2 separate regions of the Sparus aurata genome follow, and region 1 is linked to region 2. A link is a contact called in public Hi-C data. All regions are on one chromosome and are shown on one strand. The core of a region is the stretch at or near the end of the contact, and the rest is flanking DNA. Distances in the headings are between cores, read along the strand shown. Region 1 holds the start of efnb2a (ephrin-B2a). Region 2 holds the start of gtpbp8 (GTP binding protein 8).

Evidence for each region. A called contact is a pair of places that touch in the nucleus more often than the background predicts.
Region 1: a Hi-C map of an unstated tissue shows a contact between it and region 2, with 5 times the contacts expected there. The contact joins the promoter of efnb2a here to the promoter of gtpbp8 in region 2. A contact is called at or near these places in 2 of 2 Hi-C or Micro-C datasets (skeletal muscle and an unstated tissue).

What each region holds. Positions count from the first base shown.
Region 1 is chr9:33,992,854-33,995,761 of fSpaAur1.1, reverse strand. efnb2a (ephrin-B2a) reads left to right here and starts at 1,302. Exons shown (of 6, transcript XM_030428691.1): 1 at 1,302-1,413; 2 at 1,538-2,204. The coding sequence starts at 2,092.
Region 2 is chr9:33,099,066-33,101,994 of fSpaAur1.1, reverse strand. It overlaps gtpbp8 (GTP binding protein 8), which reads left to right and starts at 1,619. Exons shown (of 8, transcript XM_030427423.1): 1 at 1,619-1,777; 2 at 2,205-2,405; 3 at 2,493-2,646. The coding sequence starts at 2,236.

The sequences.
Region 1 (2,908 bases), core at 53-2,552, 890 kb before region 2:
TAAAGTTCACGCAGCTGCCGCAATAAACATCCCGTGTGCGGTGCGGGTGGAGCCGCGCGCACCGTCCTCTGTGTGTGTGTGTGTGTGTGTGTGTGTGTGTGTGTGTGTGTGTGTGTGTTTATTCCCGGGGCCAGGAGCGGACAGGAGACGGATCGGACTCCCTCAATCCACAGCGAGAAGAAACGAGCTGATCGAATTAAGTCGTTGAAAAGTGCCAAAAGTTCACACGTTACTTTCTCTGAGCTGCCAGAGGTGTGTGTGTGTGTGTGTGTGTGTGTGTGTGTGTGCTCGTTAAATTAGCGGCCATTCACTAAAAGATTTAAGTGTTTGCAGAAAGTGTGAATGTGTCGATTCAATTAAGGAACTTTAATGTTTGTTAAAATAATGTTGTAATAGTTCCGGATGCGGCGCAAACGGCGCAATACACACACGTGATGATGCGGGTGATCGTACATTACATCACTTTATTTGTTAAAGAATTAATTCAGTATATAAAAAAACTCAAACTCCTCAGAAGTTTAAAGAACATTTTATTTGTAACCCTCCTCTGGATGTGAATGAAACTCTGCTTTAAACGCTTCAATCTTCGGTTCCATTTGTTCTAAATTAAAACTGTTTTATTCTGATATTTTAAGTTTTATTTAAATGTAAAATAAAAACATAATTCGATTGTTTCTGTGTGTTTTATGTCCCCAGAGCGGTTTTTCTTTCCGCTAGTGGGCGCTCGTGCCTTTCGAAAAAACTTGAGCCGCAGCAGAGCGCATTCAATGGAGATACATGCATGTGTGTGTAGGTGTGTGTGTGTGTGTGTGTGTGTGAGCCTTATGGGAGCTCGTTGTTTTCATTATGGAGCCATAAACACGCGAGAAGTGCGCGTTATCTTTTGTTTTACGCACGTTGGAGTTAAAACAGCAGATATTTACATGGAGTCTGGTGCGCGCCGTTAACCTGCTCACATCTTTTTTTATTGATTACAGGAGGAGTGTTGCATCTTTATTAATTTGGATGTTCTATATGTGTGTGATGTGATCTTATTACGTCATAATTGGACATAATTGACACGTCCTCGGGGTTCGGGGTTTGATTCCTCCACCTGTCTTGTTGGTCAGAAGTACACTCGGCTGTGATTCCTCACCATTTTTTCACCGAACTGAACCAGTTGCCTTTCCCCTCCTTTGACTGACAGCGCAGCTCCTATTCACTTCCCCTGGCCGTGGGGACCAATCAGCAGCAGCGGTGGGCGGGGCCTCGGTAAAACCAGCTCCACCAAATATTCCCAGTCGCGCTCCCTTGCAGTTACTCTCCATCCAGGTTTCGGAGCAGCGCTGAGGCATCACCCCTGCGTACTCTGCGGGCGTTTTTGGATCCGGATCTTTGCAGGAGCCGCAGCGCGTTGTGTTCTGGGGACCTCGAGTATGAGAACTTCCATTCCAGCTCCTTTGATTTCTTTCATCCTCATATTTGATCATTTTCTTAATTTTGACCATCCGACCTCATTGCTTCGCCCTTCTCATTTTTCTGCTGCTGTCACCCACAGTTTGTTGCTCACCACCACCACCGCCACCTCCACCAGCACCTCCACCACCACCAGCAGCAGCAGCAGCAGCAGCAGCTCCAGCTGAAAGGGGGAATAATCTCACCATTCCAACCAGCCAGCCATCTCTTGTCCGTCTCTGTGCTGCTGCTGCTCTTCTGGATCTTTGGCTGCACTGCTGGACTATAACGCAGAGGATTTATATTTGTATTGATTTCCATCTGCCGCCCGGTCCACAGCGGACAACACCACTTTCTTTTTTTCTTCTTCTCTCTGAGGGATGTATTTCAGCGCTCTGAAGGGGAGAATATAAACGCACTGCCCGCTGAATGAACTGCTGCCGTGCGCCTTTTGGTTTGTTGGAGCAGGAGATGCTCCTCTACGTCTGATCTTGGGTTTGTTGTCCGTGCGCAGCCCCTCTGGATCGGGATATAAGCTGAAGAGATTGCCGCCGTCAGCCCTTCCTGGAGCGCTTGTCGCCTGATTTATTTTGCGTGGACACATTTGGTGATTTTGAGAAGGATTGTGCACCCCACCCGGAGGCGCGCAGGCTCACCATGGGGGACTCGATGTGGAGATATTATTTCGGAGTTTTGTTTATTGCCTTCAAAGTGGACTTGTGCCGGGCGCTCATCCTGGAGTCCATCTACTGGAACACAACAAATACCAAGTAAGTGGAGCACAAGCCGCGCCGGTTATCGGCCCCCGTAGCGCTCGTATACGCTCTCCCGTGCAGGAGACGATTTCATGCCAGACTCCGTTGAAAAATCAGGCAATTTAAGGCTGACTCGCTCGCCGCTCTTCGCTCCGACGCGTAAAATAAAACCAGTCGTCATTCTGTAGTTTTCCTGAAACACCTCTTCATTTCAGCACACATTCAGAGGCACAAAGCGCTCTCAGAGTCGCGTGATTTAAACATTTGAATTTTTATCCTCGCTTTTAATTCTCGCTGACATCACGCAGGCTGCTGATCTGCAGTGAGCCGCGTCTCTAAAGTCAGATATCGGGAAAATAAAGGCAGATTAGCGGGTCATGTGTGTGTGCGCGCCGAGTTTCCCCTCAACGATTAATACATACAAAAAAAATAAATCAATCCTAATAGATCTCCACCCGCTCTGCAGCTTCACGCGCACAATTTCTGAACTGAGTTCGGTGTTTTTATTGGTGTTACAAGATAAAGACATCATCCAAAATGTCAGGATTTAAACGAGCTGCGCGTCGCTCTGCTCGCGTCTTCACCGCCCCGCTCATTAATCTGCTGTTTGTCTTCTTGTGTCGCTCGTTTGGGGGAATATTTACGCGCAGTGGACGGCGAGGCCCCGCTCGGCCGCCCCGTGCGTTATGGTGGCCACTCAACACACACACACACACACA
Region 2 (2,929 bases), core at 370-2,869:
ATATGAAATCTATATTCACTTAAACAGGTGATGAATGAAAAAGGCACTGGCATTAACACATGGCACGTAAGAATAAGAGACCAAAGCACGGGCAGAACACTGGGGCTGTAATTGGATGCGTGTGAATTAATTTGCTCGGCGAACATACTATGAATCACATCAGGTCGTAAAAGCCAGATGGAGCAGAGGGAGGACTGGCAGAAGGTGGTGACGGCAGATATTTAACATATCAGCCTGAGTGCAGAGCGACGCTTTCTGCAGCCTGCGCTGCCACCACGTGGAGAGAAAACACTGTGAGTGGGTAACAGTGATTTATTCTGAAGCGAGATCCCTGAAGTGCCCCGAATATTCTACATTTCAAATTAAAAAAGGCTTTCGAGGCTATTAATCAAAGCCGGATAAATATGACAACTGATTTCTTCTCCCCACGCGGAGGAATGTGGAGTACACTCACAGACGGAAGGCTAACCACTTTGTGTGCATGAACCTGTGAAACCTGAGCACCACTTGAACGCAGCTATTGATGAAACTCCATTTCCTACTGGGAGTCTCAGTGTAAAAGAATGCCGAGTGGGAGAGAAGCCTGGAGTCGCTCCTATCACAGCCACCTCCTATTGCCAAATTTATGAAGACGTTTCTTTGGCGTGCTCAACGTAAACGTCGGTATTATAATCCTCAATAATCCCCAACAAGGGGGTGATGGAGGATGTATGTGACAGCCAGAACTGCACCTTTCCCCGCGGATGGGAGACGTTTTTCATCCAAGAGCAGGAACACAAGAATGTTTCTGTATGTTTCAGCAGCCATGCATCAACGTGAAGAATGTAGCTGAAGCTAAAAGAGGAGTCACGCTCATTAATTAGGAGCCGATGAAGTATGTAATATTAGAATAGCACGGGGATAGAGATGTGAGCACAGCAATCTTGTTTTAGCCTCTTCAGAGTCTCATTTCATCGTCTGCTACTTGAATCTGAAGGTCTCACACTTTTATCATATGACATGTGATAATGATTTGTGTCCTGTAGCTTGAGCTGTTCCACATTTACAAAAATGCACAAGTTGAAATAAAGTTTTAGGGGAAAACATACAGAAAGTGCCCTGCTTTCCCTCAGTATTGCTTCGTTTCTGTCTTAAATTTGTGAGTGTTAAATTCAGTAAAAACCTGTTATACCTTTATTAGCTCAAATTATTGCACAAACCCACTAGTGTACAACTGAATTACCACTAGAAGATGGTACATTACAGCAATATCCCCAAGCAGAAAAAAGGAGGAAATGAAAGCACTTTTTTAAAATATAGGGTTTTTTTAAATATACAGTATAATACACAACACAACACATACTATTAAAATCAATATCATTATTAGCAGTAGCAGTTTTAGTAGTGGTAAAAGTCGAATCAATAAATATATTTATATATTACATTTTTTAAGATAAAATGTGAATTATAAGGTTTAAACGTATTTTAAAATTACAGTTTTACACGTGGTATTAAAACGTTATTTTATTCTGCAATATTTTTTCCATTGGTTTATTAATTAAAATAAGTGAAATAAGTATCCGAATACTTTCAGTAAAATAAAATAAAATAAATAGTTGAAATGGAACTTGAGCAAACCGGACGTGTTTCAGCCGGACCCTTTTGAGCGCTGCACACAACATGGAGGAAAATGGCAACTTGCAGATGAAGAAGGCATGACAGCACTAGATATCGCTGAATTTAGGCCAAACCATGCGGAATTATTCAATCTTTGAGCAGTGAACTTACTGATAATCAGGTAAGTCGTTAAACTAACTCGTGTTTATACATTTATGTCGATAAATTCAAACGTATCGTCCATGTTGTGCTAATGTTTTGCTAGCTTGCTAACCTTACCTGTCCCACTTGACCCTCACGCTGAAACAAACATCGGGTCTAACAGACATCTTAAAGTTTTGGAAAGGCATGAGTGTTGTTTGATAAATGATATAAATATTTTAAAGAAGTTAAAGTCGTGTGCTGTTTAAAAACAGAATCTCCTCAGTGCTCTCTCGTTTCCTAAGAAGAGGTATGATGGTCATAAAGTCACGTCATGCTGAAATCCTCCCAGGGTTCATTTACCCTCCTTTAAATTCAACCCTGCAGATCACCTGTCTAAATCAAAGCTGAATTATTTCTTAGGTGATGCTGCACTTGTTCTGACTCATATTCTGTCCTTCTCTCAGCTGCAGGAAGGTCTGAGATCAGCCTGGGAAGATGTTTTGCCTCCGGCGGTGTCTGTGGCTTCAGCCCAGGACTCAGGTTTGCTCTGTTTCCCGGCAGAGAGTCCATAAACTCGCTTCGCTTCAGGAAGCCAAAGCGCTTTCACCAAAGAAAGTCCGAAGCTTACTTTACCCCTTTAAAGAGCTGGAGCAGTACCTGGACAGGTTTGTTTCTACACCTTTCGTATTGGACTAGATTCTACAGGGCACGTGTTTTTGTTCTCTCTGACATGTTTTGAACGTGTTTTTCAGGTCTATAGACCGGACGCCGTTCCAGCTCTTCCATCCCAGTTTGGAGGACATGGTTAGAGCAGAAAAGCTCTTCTGCTCTTCACCGTCTCATAAGATTGATTACTACACCTCTGCAGAGAGGCTGGACCACGTGCCTGCACTGACGCAGCCAGAGGTCAGTGGGCAGTATTTGTGTTTTTCTGCAAAGCACTTGTATCTCTACTCGGTCCACTGAATTAATTAAGTTATATCCCAAACAGTCTCAGAATACTAACAGCACCTGCACCTCAACGTCAGCCTCACATCATATCATTTAAACATCTGTTGATTCCTGCCATCCGCCCCAGGTGTATACTACAACTCCAAATATCTACCTGTGGTAAAAGGTCTCTTCCAAACAGAAACCTCTGCCTTTCCTGAGTATTGCACCTGTCTGTTGGTAAAGAACTTGCTACGGA